3 separate regions of the Hordeum vulgare genome follow, and regions 1 and 2 are each linked to region 3. Evidence: chromatin contacts called from public Hi-C data. All regions are on one chromosome and are shown on one strand. The core of a region is the stretch at or near the end of the contact, and the rest is flanking DNA. Distances in the headings are between cores, read along the strand shown.

Region 1 (2,700 bases), core at 117-2,616, 330 kb before region 3:
AGAAGTTCCCTCCTGAGGTGACCGCCGTGGACGCGAACGTGGTGGTGGACGGCAACGCCGTGACGGGCACGGGGCCGGCGACGTCGATGGAGTTTGCGCTGGCTTTGGTGGAACAGCTCTACGGGAAGGAGAAGGTCGAGCAGATCACTAAACTAATGGTGCGCTTTCTTATCAACTCGATTGTCTCCTCAAATTGCGAGGTGGCAGCACTTTTCTCATCAGCTGCACTACCATATTCTGCTATGTTTTTTGTTGTTGTTTAGCTTGTGAGATACGAAGGTGGGTACAGCATGAAAGAACTCAACTCGGTCCAGTGGCACTGCAGCGGCACACCCAAGGTCAGGTACTCTGCAAAGCGCGCAGGCAGTACTGGTATTCTGATATTTCACTCCTGGATCATGAACTTCTCTTAGACCCATCGCCTCCGATTCTTGGATCTTCAGGTTCTTCTTCCACTAGCCAACGGCAGCGAGGAGATGGAGGCAATAACAATCGTGGACGCGCTGCGCAGAGCCAACGCGGACGTCATTGTCGCGTCCGTCGAGGACGGCTTCGATGTCACCGCGCGATACGGGACGAGAATCGTGGCCGACGTGATGCTGGACGAGGCCGCCGATCGGGCGCCGTTCGATCTGATCATCGTGCCGGCGAGTGGCATGCAAGAACTTCAGATCGTCCTAGTGCACATACGTACGCTGGTAGCCACTGATCGACTGATTGGCCTCCGTTTCTTTGATCAAACAGGGCGGCCTGCCGGGCGCGAAGACGCTGGGCCGCTGTGAGCAGCTCGTCACTCTGCTGAAGAAGCATGCGGAAGCGAACAAGCCGTACGGCGCCATCGGCGCCGCCACCGCCCATGTGCTCGAGCCCCATGGCCTGCTCAAGGTATGCGCTGATCGAGCTAGCCAGTACTCCAACCCGCTCACCGCGCGCTGACGCTTCGGCAGGATGCTGCAGGGCAGGAAGGCGACGACGTGCGCATCCATGGCCGGGCTGCTCGCCGACGATAGCGAGTGCGAGAACAGGGTGGTGGTTGACGGGAACGTGATCACGAGCAGGAGCCCCGGCACCGCCATGGAGTACGCGGTGGCCGTCGTCGATAAGATGCTGGGCCGCGACGAGGCGCGGCGACTGGCGGAAGGCCTGCTCTTCTTGGCCTGACCCCCCGTGGCCGTGTGGTGGAGCTTCACAACACAAGCTGTTGCCGCGCTGGCTCGCCTGATCATCCCGACAATAACAGCCGACAACAGTGGTGGTCACTGGTCATCATCAAATTAAGTCCCGTTCATTCGCACTGTTCACGGTCACTTTTACATTTAACATGTCATCAGGACTGTAGCCTCCACTGAGAGCGACTCCGAAGTCCGAACATAGAGGAGAACTACGCCACACCCGTACTGTGTTGTGTTTTGCTGCCGGGGCAACGGCGGCCACGAGGTGATGGTTCCGACGAGGCAAATGTGTGCCCATGCATCAAATCGCCCCTAAACGTTTGCATCACGTCGTTTGGACACTCTGGGCTCTGGGTCATTCAACATCGTGCACCCAACTTTCGTCGATCGGTCTGGATGTCTCAAATCCAACAAACACCAAACATGGTTGGAAAGTTTCCGACAGTCCGGACCTCCGGCATCCTACCCTCTTCCTCCCTCTCATTCCGTTCCAACTATCATTCCGCTTTTCGTGTCGCATTCATGCCTATTCAGAGCAGTCGGTCGCTGCCGCATACCAGCCGAATAGCGAGGCATTCACACCGGTGTGGCGATCGAGAAAGATGCTTTGGGCCGTCACTCCCGTCGCGTTAATGCCGGTTCAGAGCGGACGTGTCCAGGCAGGCCGACAGGACAACTTCCTACGAAATTCAAGTGGCGTATGTATGTCTGCTTGGCATTCACACTGGCACGACAAATGAGAAGCCAACTCTCGTGGAACGCATTCAAGTCATCGTTCTACATGCTCAATACCATCTAAAAATCGTCGGCCACAACACAAACCACACCATCTTCGAGACTCTTTTCCCTCTGTTCGAGTCGTTGAGGCGTCACCTCTTCCCTTCTTCCTTTGACCTCTGCGAGAAATGGACGGGACCCGGCGTGGGTGGTGGAAGACCCTTTTCTCGCAGAACCGCCATGAAATTGCGATCAAGGTGGACGCATGGCGTGCCCGACGCGCGGCTTGCATTACATCGGAGTCTGTGAGCTCTTTAGAGGAGGAGAGCTTGGACGAGGAGGACACGACGATTAAGGAGGAGGAGGAGCAGGCGCCCACACTGATTGTCGAGTTCACCCTACAACAAGCGGAGGCGCAGTACAACCTATCATGGTGGAGACGCAACTGAAGGAGCATGTATCACCGGATCCCAATGTTGCAGGAGGAGCATCGGTACAATCTGCAGCTCTTCGAGCACCATCGATTCGTGGAGGTCCAGGTTGTTGGCAAGTAAGCGAACAAGGAGGTCGTTGCAGTCATGCTCGTGGAGAATCTAGGCTTCTTGAAAGAGGAGCGCTGCGTTGTATGAGTTCGTACGTAGCGCCCACACCATCGAAAGCATAACTTCTTCCTAGATGGTTTGGTAATTAACAACATATATTTTAGTGGACTAATTATCCTATGAAGTATTTTATAGGAAAGTTCAATGAATGGATTTGCTAGGAATTGTGAGAAGAATCCCCTAAGATGCAAAGAACACCTATTGGGAAA
Region 2 (2,700 bases), core at 79-2,578, 470 kb before region 3:
TTCCACCAAATTATCTATTCTTGAAGCTGGAGCTAGATAGAAGCCAAACATTCTCTTGATAGTGCTATAGCTTCTGTATGAAACTGCTTCAAAATGAATTTGATAAAGTGAAGCTAATTTTGGTGAATTGAAGCAGTCCCAAACAGGCCCTTAATCTACGAATCCATGGGCAAGACCCGCTCTAGCAAGCACAGCCGCCTACACTCCTTGAAGCAGAGGACGAGGGACAGAGGAGACGGACGCACTGGTGGAGGAGCACACCTGAGAAGTGGACGGAGGAGGCAAAGGGAGAGGCAGCGCTGGTGGCCTGATCCAAATCTGATTAATGGGAGGAGAGAAGAGGAGCTTCACGGGGGAGTAGGGGATAAAGTGGGCACCGACTGTAGGGCCGTAGGGGTAAAGTGATGGCATTTTCAAAGTATAGCAGGAGAGAAAACGATTTCTGACATGGGCCTTGGTGGGCCAGCCGGCGTGGATCCAGAGGAGCGCGTGCGGAGAGGATTGCCGCTGCGCGCGCAGTGAGTTAGTAATCGTCATATTTGCTGTATGAGGTGTGACTGTGGAGATAAATGTCTGAAATATCCCTAAGAGCTGAGAGATTGGTTGCACGTTGTTTAATGATAATTATGACATTACATATTGAATTAGAAAATTAATAAGACCTAATTGAATAATTATCAACAGTTTTTTTGACATAAGCAACACCATATTTTTATAAGGATCAATATGTAGCACACAACTTTTTGCAGAATGAACTAGCGATTGAACCCAAATATTTCATCACTCGTCAATACATCAGTGCATTACCAAACACTTGCTAATGCACATATTGCAGAATAAAGGTTTCAAGAAAATAAGCTAATTACCAAACACTTGTTAATGCACATATTTCTGCCAAACACTTGTTAATGCACATATTTCTGCCAAATAAGAGGGCATGACCACCAGTCCACCACCAGCAGCAGAGCATGACCAGCAGTAAAGAGGAGAAGGGAGGCAGGGCTCGACGGGGATCACGGGGCTCACCTGCCTGAGAGAACAAGAGCCGGCGGCGGCGCGAGGAGGTCGGAGGAGAGCGGCCGGCGGCGCGAGATCCACGGCGCGAGGAGGGGCGCGAGGTCCACGGCGCGAGGAGGTCAGAGGCCAGCGGCCGGCGGCGCGCGGACGGGGATCACGGCAGCGGATGGGGGCGGGGGCGGAGGCGCCGGCGGCGCCGGCGGCGCACCGGCCGTGACGACAAGCACCTGGCGGCGGCGTGGGGTACCCTAATCGCCAGAGAAGGAGGAAACGAGCGTGAGATCTGTCGAGCTGGGTGAATCGGGCCTGATCCTGTGGATCGATTGGATGGCAAAGGTGGGTAATTTCAGCCGAACTTCAGGGGTATGTTAGAAGAGCCACGCACCTCCGCGGCTGATTTCTCTGGTAGGCCTTGTTCGGCTGTCCAAGTGGATTGAATTGGATTGAAGGGAAATGGGGTGAAATTTGTACTAGATGGTATTTAATTTTTGTCAATCCATATCAATTTCTCTCATTTTCATTGAAACCGAACAAAACCATAGGCATACTTTGGGCCATACCTGGCCAAACGGGCCATGCCTGACGGGCCGGCCCGACTGCCCGCAGGCCAGGCACGACACGGGCCGGGCCCGACACGATTTAAACGAGTTGTGTCAGTCACGCGGCACGTCTCGGGTCGTGTCTGGGCCTGGAGGCTGGGCACGCGGGCCAGCACGACACGGCCCGTTTAACATTTTTATTTTGTATTTTTATTATATATATGTGTGTGAGATAAAAATAAAGCCCAATAAGTTAATATTAACCACAAAACAGCCCAAAATATCAAAATCGGCCCAAATAATAGCCGAACAAGCCGAAATCGGCCCAAATAGCGGCCTAAAATGTTAAAATCCTGACATGGCCCTTATACTGCCCTTGCCAAGTAGAAGGGCAGTTCTTCCACTCCCACTACATGCAGTCTATGCTGCCAAGCATCCCTGGGAAGTCCCTGCTCGCATTCATCGTCAACAAACGGGATGTATCTTCAGGAGTCGGCTCTCCCAAGTACTCAGGGCCAAACACAGCAATAACAGTCTTGCAGAACTTATACACGGACTCTAGGCATGTAGACTCGCTACTACGGACGTACTCATCAATGAGATCACCGGGCACTCCGTATGCAAGCATTCGGATGGCGGCAGTGCATTTCTGATAAGAGGAGAAACCAATCTTTCCAACGGCATCTTCTTTGCACTCGAAATAGTCATCGTAGCCGACCACCCCCTCTCTAATACGGTTGAAAAGATGTCTACTCATACGGAAACGACGGCGTAATTAGTCCTTCCAAAGAAGGAGATGCCCACTCTCTCGGTTGCGATTCAACGCAGGAAGGTGGCCCGGAATGGAGCCACAGAACAATGGCCGCTGGCTATTGAGGTGGTGATGGACCAACACGGTAGCCAATATCTCCTCCTCGTCATCGGACGACGAATCGGTGGAGTCGCAAAGGAAATTGTGAAAAAAGAACTCGTCGGCGGAGTCCATTTTGTACCTTGGCAAACTGTCGAACAGCTTGCGGACGTCGACGAAGGAGATGGTCGGCGAAGGGAGTCGCGGCGCGCACAGAGTAGCTAGCTGCCCTGCCGGCGTACGACGAGCGTGACAGTGAGGATCTGGCCGGGGCGGCGAGGCGGCTTCTTGGTC
Region 3 (2,700 bases), core at 62-2,561:
TTTATTTAAAATTATGCGGCTAGAGTGTGGCTGAAATGCTTTTGTACTCCCGTTGTAGCCCTATTGTCGTGCACTCGTTTTACATCAGCTATCCAAGCACTAGTTTTACATGATTAATTACGACGGCTGCTACAAATCAGCCGGATGATTTCTCTAGAAAATCATCCGTCTAGCGAGCCGTCAGATCAGTGTGTTGGTGGCCGTTAGATGCAGCCATGCAACTGCAGGAGCAGGGCGAGCGGCAGCTTCAATGCAGCGCGGCTGGCACCCCGTAAAGCTCCATTGCAACAGTGCGCACGCGGCCGTAGCTCCAACGCAACACCGACAGCGTCCGACGAAGTTTCATTGCAACCTCGGTGAAGATCCAATGCAGCATCGACGACGCTCGGCAAAACTCCATTGCAACTCCGGCGAAGCTTCATTGCAGCTCCGACTATGCTTTCGGACGCCCGGCATTGCTCCATTGCAACTCCGACGAAACTTCATTTCAGCGTCGGCTATGCTTCCGGTGGCCCGGCGACAGCTTCAAAGCAATATCGTCGGACTTGCAGTGCCCCCGTTGGCCACTCCCCGTGGTCACCATCGTAACGACGCGCACTCCATTGCAGCTCAGGGAGCCACGCGTGATGCACAAATCACAGCTCGGACGGCCATCCGTAGATGCTTCCCGTCGCAGCGGCACTAGTTCCGACGTCCATGGCATATTGTGGTCACGCTTTTCCTCAATTCATGGCAGCACGGTGGTGCCCCTGCAACAACATCGGTTCGTCGCCCGGGAGGAAGAGGATAAGAAGAGAAGAGAGCTCTGGGATACAGATAAGAAAGTGCAACCATGGCATTGAGCACACGAGAGAGACAGGGATCTACAGGGAGGGATGCGAGCGCGAGGAAGACAACGCACAGCCGCAACAGTGGGGAAGAAAAATGTGTGGATGTGCCTTGTGTGGGTGGATAAGACGGAGATGGGGAAGCGGCGCATGGAACCATCCAGGAACACGTGTCAATCGTGGAAAGATACTTACATCTCGTTGTTTTCATCCATTGATTCTAATTGTTTTTCATTAATTATATATTATCTAGTATTGAAAATGAGTGTCATGTAAAAACATTTTTAAAAATGATGCAAATTATACATCTAACGTTTTTACATCTCAAAAATACATAAATACCGGGTTTTCTTGAACCTTCCTTCTCAGTCCAGACTCGCATGTTCCTTGCCCCAACAGGAGTCACTCATTGTTTTTTTGTTATCCACAAACAGAAATTGCACGACAAGAAGTAGAAGAAGCATACCACCAACCGAGTACAGCGCATGATCCACTACCGCTACTCTATCCAGCAAAACCGACGGCGACCGAAGAAGACTCGCTGACACACACGACGGCAACCGCATTTCCATCTAGAAAAAGCGACGGCAAGTCAGCACTCAGCACGCTCAAGAACGGGAATCAATCCTCTCAAAAAGGGTGAAGAGAACGGGAATCAAGGCTACTCGCAGTCGCAGCAGCCCCAACTACTCGGAAGAAAACAAAGCGAGCCAAGAAGGCGAGGATCCCACTCTCGCCTCGGCATCGCACCACCTTTCCGCGGAGCAAGGCAAGAATCATCGCCCCGCGATCCCCGGCCGGATTCCCGATGGCCTCCTCGCTGGCGAGGCGGGCCGTCTCTTACCGCCGCCTGCTCCTCTCCCGCGCCTTCGCAGCCGCCGCCCGCCCGGCCAAGCGGGTGCTCGTGCCGGTCGCGGCCGGCACGGAGCCGGTCGAGGCGGCCGCCACGGCCGACGTCCTCAACCGAGCTGGCGCAAGGGTCACCGTCGCGACCGTCGCCTCCGCGCCGGCCGGGGACGAGGGCCTCCTCGTGGAGGCCGCCTACGGGGTCAAGCTCGTCGCCGACGCCCGCGTCGCCGACCTCGAAGGCGAGGCCTTCGACCTCATCGCCCTGCCGGTGCGTCCACCACTCCCCTCTCCGACCACAATCTACATCTTCTCCCAAATCAGCCTTTTTCTTTTCCCTGAATCAATCAACAACCGCCTACTCTGCCTGCCTAACTGTTCCATTGGCGTTCGCGCTCGCTCGCTGCAACCTCAAAGATGTTGATACACATGGCCTGATCATTTGGTATTGCTGCTTAATTCGGTGTAGGGCGGGATGCCGGGATCAACTAATCTCAGAGACTGTAAAGTGCTCGAGAAGATGGTCAAGATGCATGCAGAGAAGGGGGAACTCTACGGCGCCATTTGCGCTGCGCCCGCGGTGACGTTGGCCCATTGGGGCATGCTCAAAGGTTTAAAGGTGAATAATTCGTCAGCGTTTATGATCAGTTGACTGTTGTGAGGGTGGTCTTGGTGGAAAGATGAATTGTATTCACAAATTGCTGTCGTGCTTTGTTACCTCAGGCGACTTGCTACCCGTCATTCATGGAGAAGTTCACTTCTGAAGTGATCCCTGTGAACTCCAGGGTGGTGGTGGATAGAAATGTGGTGACCAGCCAGGGTCCAGGAACAGCAATCGAGTTTGCTCTTGCTTTGGTGGAGCAGCTATATGACAAGGAGAAGATGGAGGAGGTTGCTGGACCTTTGGTGAGCTATAAACTGCAGCACCCTATATCTGCTTCTTTTTGCTGTGTTACTGATTTTTTGTTATTAATAACATGGCAATTCCTATATATGATTCTGTGCCATAAACGATATTTGTTCACAT

Evidence for each region. A called contact is a pair of places that touch in the nucleus more often than the background predicts.
Region 1: a contact with region 3 is called in a Hi-C map of leaf, with 6 times the contacts expected there. The contact joins the enhancer-like site here to the promoter of LOC123443132 in region 3. A contact is called at or near these places in 4 of 6 Hi-C or Micro-C datasets (leaf and seedling) and 1 of 1 datasets of contacts at active chromatin or transcription factors (embryo).
Region 2: a Hi-C map of leaf shows a contact between it and region 3, with 3 times the contacts expected there. The contact joins the promoter of LOC123443134 here to the promoter of LOC123443132 in region 3. A contact is called at or near these places in 3 of 6 Hi-C or Micro-C datasets (leaf and seedling) and 1 of 1 datasets of contacts at active chromatin or transcription factors (embryo).

What each region holds. Positions count from the first base shown.
Region 1 is chr3H:102,408,192-102,410,891 of MorexV3_pseudomolecules_assembly, reverse strand. LOC123443133 (protein DJ-1 homolog B-like) reads left to right here. Exons shown (of 8, transcript XM_045119408.1): 4 at 1-158; 5 at 264-338; 6 at 444-647; 7 at 745-885; 8 at 948-1,500. The coding sequence ends at 1,010. Among protein-coding and RNA genes, the nearest start is that of LOC123443133, 17 kb to the left of the region's middle. Within about 2 kb of position 1,366, at least 2 of the 3 cell types and tissues checked have open chromatin away from gene starts, as enhancers often do. A contact at or near this core is called in leaf, where this site is marked.
Region 2 is chr3H:102,544,329-102,547,028 of MorexV3_pseudomolecules_assembly, reverse strand. LOC123443134 (protein transport protein SEC13 homolog B-like) reads right to left here and starts at 1,328. Exons shown (of 2, transcript XM_045119409.1): 1 at 1,027-1,328.
Region 3 is chr3H:102,073,954-102,076,653 of MorexV3_pseudomolecules_assembly, reverse strand. It overlaps LOC123443132 (protein DJ-1 homolog B-like), which reads left to right and starts at 1,311. Exons shown (of 7, transcript XM_045119406.1): 1 at 1,311-1,944; 2 at 2,143-2,292; 3 at 2,397-2,579. The coding sequence starts at 1,636.